Regions from separate parts of the Mus musculus genome. Here region 1 is linked to region 2. Evidence: chromatin contacts called from public promoter capture Hi-C data. All regions are on one chromosome and are shown on one strand. Each heading gives the region's core, a stretch centred on a gene start, on an enhancer-like site or on the middle of the called end of the contact. The rest is flanking DNA. Distances are from core to core; before and after follow the strand shown.

Evidence for each region. Promoter capture Hi-C pulls out the DNA fragments that hold promoters and counts their contacts.
Region 1: a promoter capture Hi-C map of liver shows a contact between it and region 2. The contact joins the enhancer-like site here to the promoter of Cald1 in region 2. A contact is called at or near these places in 7 of 39 promoter capture datasets (the HPC-7 cell line, HPC-7-derived erythroid cells, cranial neural crest and 5 more), 15 of 484 Hi-C or Micro-C datasets (the C2C12 cell line, the MC3T3-E1 cell line, the N1E-115 cell line and 8 more), 9 of 115 datasets of contacts at active chromatin or transcription factors (bone marrow-derived macrophages, cardiomyocytes, craniofacial prominence and 6 more) and 5 of 9 other capture datasets (adipose tissue, embryonic stem cells, liver and 2 more).

Annotation. Positions count from the first base shown.
Region 1 is chr6:34,737,476-34,741,936 of GRCm38.p6, forward strand. It overlaps Cald1 (caldesmon 1), which reads left to right. Exons shown (of 14, transcript NM_001347100.1): 4 at 4,314-4,460. Among named protein-coding and RNA genes, the nearest start is that of Gm38787, 6.9 kb to the left of the region's middle. Within about 2 kb of position 2,351, at least 6 of the 459 cell types and tissues checked have an H3K27ac peak or open chromatin away from gene starts, as enhancers often do. A contact at or near this core is called in liver, where this site is marked.
Region 2 is chr6:34,595,091-34,599,825 of GRCm38.p6, forward strand. It overlaps Cald1 (caldesmon 1), which reads left to right and starts at 3,414. Exons shown (of 14, transcript NM_001347100.1): 1 at 3,414-3,575.

The DNA.
Region 1 (4,461 bases), core at 1,101-3,600, 140 kb after region 2:
GCTGAAATTTGATGAAAGTTAAAATGGTTTGTTATCCATCTCTAACCATCTGGTTAGATAGGAACTTTGTTAGTCAGCGTTTCAAACAAGGTTCCAGCTGGTGTGGGGAAATCAGAGATGCTAGCATTGTCTTTAACGTAGACTACAGCTACTGCTATAGCAGATATAGTAAGGATCCTACAACCATGTCTGTCTTATTGGACACATTCTGTGTGGTGTTGAAGTGAGTATGCCCACGTATCATTGGAGTTGTGTTACCTTTCTGAGGCCAGTTTATCAGAGCATCAGTGGCCTCCAAAGAGAGCGCCCTCAACTTCGTAAACAGAACTTCTAAATTCTGAGAAGTTTTGAAGTCCTTGCACCACTGCTTATAGGGACATAAAGTTGGGAAAACATGTTTAATATTTTCAGCATGAGAAATACTAGATTGTAATATATTTGCATAATTACCATCTGGTGTATGTAGATATGAAATACTGTTTCCATTGACGCAGTTTGTTGATGTGTTAAAATATATCCATGAAGAAGTTTAATTAAAGGAACTGTTTGTGAAATAATACGTATAACATTACCCCATTTTATTAAAAATTAAAACATACTTAGGAACATACATCAAACTTGCGTCGTGTCAGAGTTAGTTGGAATAATTCTAAGCAGCTAATTTGCCTTTGTCTTTATGCATTAGGTAATTGTCTAGTTTTAAAACATATCAAGAGCCCATTACTTTCAGAATCAGGACAGCAAACCACCAAGACTTTTTAGTATGAAAAACAATTCCTAGCGGGGCATAGTGGCTCATACTTTTAATCCCAGCACTTAGGAGGCAGAGAGTTTGAGGCCAGCCTGGTCTTCAGAGTGAGTTCCAGGATAGCCAGAGCTACATAGTAAAACCCCGTTTCAAAAACAAAACAACACAAAAACAAAAACAAAACAAAACAAAACAAACCCAAACAAAGAAAAAAGAAAAAAGAAAGAACAGAAAAATTAATCCATGGTGGATGTACAAAGGGTTCACTGCTGTTTTTAGAAGCCAGGAGTCTCCAAGTTGAAAACTTTGTCATTCACATGGTTTAACTTATAAAGCCAACTGATATGTTCTCTTTTGGTTTTGTGTGTGTGTGTGTGTTTTTGTGTTTTTGTATGTATGTATGTATGTATGTATGTATGTATGTATGTGAGGTGTATATAGTGTGGTTCTGAGTGTGTGTTTGTGTGTATTATGTGTTGTGTGTGTGGTACAGTTCTGGTGTGTTCATGTGAGTATGTGTGTATATGGTATGTGTGTGGTTCTGCATGTGTTCATGTGTATACAGGAAGTGCACATGTACAAGGAGACCAAGGTTTTGATGGTCAGCATAGTCTCAATTACTCTCCACCTTGGAAACTGAGGCAGGGTCTCTCAGTTGAACTTGGAGTTCACTGATTCAGCTAGCCTAGTAAGCTTGGTCTGAGTGTTCCCATGTCTCTGCCTCCTGCACAGTGGGATTAAAGGCCCACCACATCCATGCAGCCTTTCCATGGTGCTGAGGACTGTAACACCAATGTTTACGCTTGTGTGGCAAATGATTTACCAAATGTACCTCAGTCTTACCGTACCTGATATGCTCTTCATCCAGAGTCTGTGCCATTAGGATTGGAAATAGCATGACACTAGGATGGTGCCTTTGTTGTTGTTTTAACTTAGTCAACAGCTTTAATTCCTTATTTTATTAGTAAGAGTAAAAGACCATTCCCGAGCAACCTCTAGCAACTCTATCCTAGAAGAGGGGTTCTGAGCAGCTAGTGGGTTGCCCTTAGATTTTAAGTTACAGGAAGCAAGAAGAATGAGAAGAGACATTAGAGAAGAGGTTGCTCAGGTTCCAGTGAGAAATCCAAGAGGAAGGAAGGCTGGCTGACGCAGCCATAGTAGCAAAGCTAGTTTATCTCCCAGCTAAATGCAGTCAGCAACCCATGAGACTCACAGAGGAAAAGGAAGATGATATATACCTCAAATATACTGGGAAACACTGGCTAAAATCTGACTGCTTTACAAGAGGGAGAGTTTTGCTTTTAGCATGAGGGTACCCCACACATACCTTTCATGTCTCTTGCTTGTTTCAGAAGAAGAAGGCTGCAAAACAGACGTGCTTTCATGGCCAATCTTGAGACAGAGAGACCAAATAAAGAAATTCCTGTTTGATTAGCTTGTGAAGCAGTTTTTAAGGACTTGTTCTCTCTGCTGTGGTTAGAGCGGTCTACTGAGAAGTAAGCCAAAGAAATATTAGTCCAAGAATCCAAAATTTGAAGCCAAACCACTGGGAAGGGCTCTTTCCTGCTGATGACACCATAATTGAATTAGGAGGGAACATTTGTATAGTGTCATGTTGTCATCTCACACTCAACACGTTTAGAATTGAACTCATCTTTCCTTACGAGGCTGCTCCTTAGCTGAACTTGTCTAACAATGATCAAGATGATGGTGCCCATTACTGTGTTCGAGTGTAACACAGCCAGAATTTCTATGTGATTGCCACAAACCTAGGGCCAAAGGAACTTATGACAGGATGATCAAAGGGCCAGATAGTCCTTCTGAGAACCAAGGTTTCTAGCTATTAATCTAGGCATACGTTAATTCTACCATGCTACTCTTCCTGTCATATTTATGGAAACTTTCCACTCAGTTTAGTAGAATGTGTAATAATATATAGATAGAACACACATGCACACATAGAGTGACACTTCATTTATATTGATATTTGACACACTAGCAGATTTTAGTAAGCATAAAGTCAGAATTTCTGAAGTAACAAAAAGCAAATGAACCAACCTTTAGAAAAATATTACTGAATAACTCAATAATATTCGATAGTACAATTCAATACAATAGTTCAATAGTATTCAATAGTATTATTGAAGAAAAAGCTGACACAGATAAAGGCACTGGATCTAAGCCTATGTAAGCCTAGCTTGTAAATCTAACAAGAACAAGCTACCATTACTCACATGTGATGAACTGGATGCCTACAGTTCTGGTATTTTGTTTTCTTTAATTTGAAAATTGTCTTGTAGTTGCATACATTTTAAAAGTTTGTGTCCACGTAGGCACATCTCTTGCTTTGGGTTGGGGAGATTGCTCAGTGGTTAAAGCCCTTACCATATAAGGAGGAGGACTGGGGTTCGAATCTTACATAAATGTAGGTGGGCATAGTGGCCCACTTGTAATTCCAGTCTGAAGCAAGATAGCTAGGTGGCTATATAAGGGAATTTCATGTTCAACTAAGAGATCCTGCTTCAATGAATCAGGGGGAAAACCTTCAAGGAAGACTCCCAACATCAGCCTCGGGGCCTCCATAGGCATGTGCACACATTCACATGCAAACACACATACACATGCAAGTGTACACACACACACACAGTGCAGCACAACACAGCACAGCACAGCACAGCACAGCACAGCATGAGTATCAAGATACTTATACGTGTTTTAGTGAGAAATATGGAACCTTTGATTTAGCTGACACTCTCTCACATTGCACATACATTGAAGCTACCTACCAGTGGTCAACTACACACACACACACACACACACACACACACACACACACACACACCACTATTATAAAGTAACTGAAGGGAAAAACAAAATCTGACCAAAGAAGACATCTATCTTATCTTCATTTATGTTGGATTCAAACCCCAGTCCTCCTTCTTATATAGTAGGGGCTTTAACCACTGAGCAATCTCCCCCACCCAAAGCAAGAGATGTCCCTAAATGAATACAAACTTTTAAATGTATGCAACTACAAGACAATTTTCAAATTAACTAAAACAAAATATTGTCTTCACTTTTATTGAACAACTTTGGCTTATTAGCACCAAAGTCTTGGTTTAGTAGAGTGACTTGATTCTCTCTGGTCTTTGTGTCAGAGCTGGCTCTAGTTCTCACAATGTATCAAATTCATTTTTATAGATATTTTGATTATTTTGGGTTCAATACTTGATGTTTCCCCATATAAATCTTGCATGTGATAATCAACTCAGTACAAAAATGCAAATATGCTAACCCAGTCTCCAAAGGCATACTGCTTTGGTGTAGATGCTCTGGTTTATTTGATCAATGTAAAATTTCCTCTGGGTCATTAGATGATGCTTTTCAAATAATAATTTAAAAAAATTGAAAACGAATTAGTTGGGTGTCCAAACTTGAGACAGTGAAGCATCCCTTTAGAAAGAACTCTGATCCATCAGTAGTCATCCCAGGCTGTTTGGCCAGGACACTGATAATGCCCCTTGTCGGCTGTCATGCTCAGGTGTCTGTCTTTATATTGTTGCAGAATTGCCTATCAGAGAAATGATGATGACGAAGAAGAGGCTGCCAGGGAACGGCGCCGCCGGGCCCGGCAGGAAAGGCTGCGGCAGAAGCAAGAGGAAGAATCCTTGGGACAGGTGACAGACCAGGTGGAGGCCCATGTCCAGAACAGG
Region 2 (4,735 bases), core at 2,164-4,663:
TTTGTTTTGTTTTGTTTTGTTTTACACTACCCCAATGGCTCACTCTTCTCTTTCATAAAAGGGACAGTGGTGATTCTTGTCCTTTTAGTAGTTGTAATGGAGTCACTTTTAACATGCCCTCATGAAACATGATATGCTGTATATATTACTGATAGATGTCTCTTAGGGTGTTCATAAAGATTTTATTCTCAGTTTTCTTAGAAATTTTCTATGAATAATTATTAATTTATTTACATTTTTCTACAAATAAATATTAATGATTTTCCTTTTTAAACACTTCGGATTTTGGACCCCTTCTGCATTCACTGTCTTTTATACTATTGGGTGAAATTTGATACTTTTTCAACGTTAATTTTGTAAGTGCAGTTAGCCACTCTAAATTTCCACTCTCTGTCCTTTTGAGGATATATCTCTGCGTGTACTTTGTGTGTACACTTTGTGATTTAATTTCTATGACAAGACTCTAATTTTATAAGCTTGGGAGTCTGGAAAGATTTCATTTGACCAAAAGAATGTGGGAAGGAGTATTCAGCCTTAAAAAAAAATTCTTGTCTGTTCAATAAAGTATATTTCTTATAAATTAAAATCTTGTCTATTTTTTTTATGAACTAAAGGGAGTAGATTCCTGTTTTGAATGAAAAAACAAAAAACACAGCCTGCTTTTACTTTTCAAAGTCAAACCACAAACAAAATATAGTTACAGATGCTGATCAATTTGACAGCAAGCTCTAGGAACCAAAGAAGAAAAGAATGTATAAGGAGTCATGAAAATGTTTCTAAAAGTCTCTTTACATCCATTATGGTTGACTAAGTCCTGTGATAGACAAGCTGTTCTGTATCTGGGATGATACCATTGGGAAATATATTCCACAGGAATGTCCTATATAAACTCTGTGTGTGTGTGTGTATACATACATTTATATATACACACAAATGTATAAATTGGAAAAATTAAATACAATGGAAGTGAAATTCCCATGGAAGAAATTAGGCAACATATAAACATGTTTCTTCATCACTTTTCTTTTTAACATTTCTGTTTTCTTTTAATGACAAAGAAAGATTGTTTTCTCTATCGTGATGTATTTATATAACATGTGTTGAATCTATAGTTCGTCTACAGCAGTTCTACTACAGATATGTAAAGTGAGCTTCATGGCTCTCCATGTGCTATACTGCATATATGAAATGTCTAGAATTTATCTAGAGAAGCCTACTTCTTTCCCCCAAAAGGCATAACCCAAAACATTCGGCTATTTATCTTCTATAAACCACACAGCTCGTTCATCCCTTCCATGTTTCCTGTTGATAGTATTTCCCCCTGTCATAGCACAACTTCTCTTTCCTCTGGAAAGCTGGTCCTTAAAAAGAAAACCATAAAGACAACAACAAAATATAATCCTCATGGACTACAAAATGTCGCCCTGCTGCCGGTCACTCAAGAGGCATCCCTGGTGTAAGTGGAGAGTATGTTGCTCAGGCTGCCTTCTGCCCCAGTTGTGGATAATAGCCCTTTCACACAGCCCTCCCTAATCCAGCCTTGAGTTCATGCACCCAGAAAAATCCCTGGGCAGAGGTCGTATCGATATGATTGAGATGTTTGCAGAAACTCATGTCTGTCTGCTATTGTCTTCAAGTTCAGTCTTTTGCCAGACTAAGAAGCTTGACTCTGTCTTTCAACCTGTCCAGCCAGATACAGGGTTTCCCCAGCTGCCAAACTGGCTATGATCCAAAAAGTTTATTTTCAAATCATTTATCTGGGATCAGAAAGAGGTTTCCCAAAAGAACAATTTTGAACATGGCTGTGCTCACCTGGTTGAGCTACAGTGAACTTGAAATGCAACATTAACAGTGTGGTTCCCACCAACAAGTTATTTATCTTGTGTGTCTGGGAAAGTACTCTCTCAGTTCTGGTTCAAGGATGCTTTAAGTCCAACTCTCCCTGGACCCTGTAGTCTTTGCTGTAACTTTTTTTTAGAGCTGTTTAGTAGAAGAAAGCAAGAAACACAGAGGAGGTAAGTTACCTCCCTAAGAAGTGTAGGGGGTCCATGTAGACACTTCTGGGTGACTGGTTAATAACTGGGGGCTGGAGAAGAAACTCACCCATGTGGACCGACTGCTTCCCAAGCATTCTCAAGGAAGCACAAAGGGCGGGGGCTGTTTCCTGAATAGAGACAGCTTCTTTGTCAGATCATCATTAATAGAGAAAGGCTTTTTCAGTCAGACTGCATGTGTTGATTAAGCTTCTGGACTTGTAATTAGCCAGGGGAAATATTTAAAACTTCTTGGTCGGTGATGAGACAGTATCAGTAATGAAACATGGATTTCGTGCTAAGCCCCAGGTCTGACAAACAGTAAGTATTCCATTTTTTTTAAAAGCTAAGTACCGACTGAATGAGTTCCAAAGACTACAAGACCACAATTGGATGCATGTGTGGGCCAGTGACCTGCATTGTAACTCAGCATCTTTCAGGGCTCCCCTATCACTGGCTTTCTAGAATGTTCTAGGACATCTGTGTCACCTGTGAGAGCATATGTGTCTATCTATACCTGCCCCAAAGCAGGTCCTGGATCTCTCTATGTCCTTCTCTGCACATTTGTTTTTACACATTTCTAGTACAATCTCCTTGTTGCCAAGACAGAAGAAAGAAAGGAAGATGGGTGTTGGTAGGAAATGCCAATAAAGCTCTCTCTTAAGCCTAGGACTCTATCTGCTAGCTTCTGGCCTCACCTTTTTTTTTTTTCCTGGCCAACATTATGTACTAAAAAGACTGATACATTTTATTTATACTTTTTGTCAGTTGTTCCCATAACACACATAGACATATTCTAGGCTAGAACTTAGCCTGTGCAGCCAGCCGCCCTGCTTCTTATCCACTTCAGATTTTTAACTCGTATAATAATGTAAATTTATTTTTATAATGAAACTGCTTTGCAAAGAAATACACTATTACGGCTTCTTCGACTAAAATGTCTCCTCCCACCCCCAGCCTCACCCCTGTAAGTGTGTCTAACTGTCCACTTATTGTCTCGTGGACTGTACTTTCTTTTTAAAGCTCTATTTGTGTTCTACAAGACAGCCTCTTTCTCCAAGATTAACGTTTCTTATGATTGTTCCTGACAATGGATCTGCTTCCAGGAGGCCCTGCTTAGGATAACCAAAAAAGGGCATGGAGCCGGCTGGTTTTGGCAGCCTGCTCACGGTTTCAAGCTTTTTAGGACTTGGTTTTTCTGATGAGTGATATCCTGAGCATGCCTAGGGAATGACAGGCATCTGCACGGGCAGACAGCATCACCTTGGCTAGGGTGTCGTCATTGGCTGCCTATTAGAAAAACTACAGGACAATGCATACCACCGCCTGCTGACTGTAAACATAGGGGGTATGTGTTCACTTAGCATGGACTTCTGGGAGGGGCCAAGGAAGGGCGGTCTGCAGTTTTATTGAATAGAGCAGTGTGCATTAGGCTGCCTGCCTGCCTGCCTGCCTGCTTGCTCTCTTGCTGGGTTGCTTAAAGGAATCCCTGCTTTCAGACAGCAGGACATCCCTCCTTGGGAAGAAGTTGCTGCCCTAGAGGTAAGAGACAAAGTCTTTCTTTCTCCGCCTTCAGGGAAGCTGGGGCTGCTCTACAGGTTTCAGGCAACATTCCTGGCTAAGGCTGCTGGATATGCAAAATCTTTCAAGGCAGGCAACAGACCACGTAAATTCTCAAAGCCAGCGCCTGGACTTCCTGACCTGTTCCCAGAAGGTCAATGTGATGAAACTTCAAGTTTTGTTTATAGAGATGGCACAAACGGTGTCATCTCCTGGTGACAGGATCAGGGAGCACCAGCGCGTTTGCCCAGGATGCGCTTTTGTTCCAAGGGGGATGTGGTCTGTACCCGGAATCCTCAGGCCAGCAGCTGTGAGAGGATTCTGTCCCTTTAGCAGTTTCTTTCCCATCTTTGGTCAGCAGACATTTAAAGAGGATTCAGGTTTTAATTAAAAAAATAACATCAACGGCTTTTTACGTTGTTAAGACAAAGAATGTTTGTTTTGTTTTGTTGTGGGTTTGGGTTTTTGTTTTAAGCTAATTTTAAGCTAAGTAATGGGTTCCTCTTACTCTGCTACCAGGATTTTAGAAGTGGGATTTCAGAGATGTAAAGAAATAAGGTCAGAGTTCTACCACTAGCACCAACTCAGCGAGTGCCGCTCATCTGTTATTTGCTGAAATAGAAGATGCCTGCCCTGTTTGTTTTCTATAAACCGGAGCAGCAAGAGAATGTGTGCATGAGTGGGCGTGTGTGTAGAAATCATGGGTAACTGCCTACCAAAATATTTCTTGAGAAATCTTCATTTCTGTTGGAAAGTATGCCCCCCGAGGGTCTGAAAAGATAGGAGCTGGAGGAACGTTCCAGAAAGGAAGGAAAGGAGCTCTTATTTCCAAACAGACGTATTTGGGCATCTCAGTCAGTAGCGCAAGTTGGTAGTAGTCGGTAATTCCTTTTAGAAAGAGCCGATTGTAAAGGGTGGGGGAATTTCAGTGCCATGGCAATCCATGGTCAGAAACAGAGAGCAAAGAGCTTGGTATTCCCAGATCCCTGCTGGCAACGAGGCTCTGCGCGTGGGGCTGTAAATGGAAGCAGCACAGTCCCTTAGTGTTAGGCAAAACCAGACACGAGAACTAGAACTTACTGAAGACAAGGTGCCCTGCAGAAGAAGAGTAAGTCTGAGCAGTTAAATAATAATACTCATAG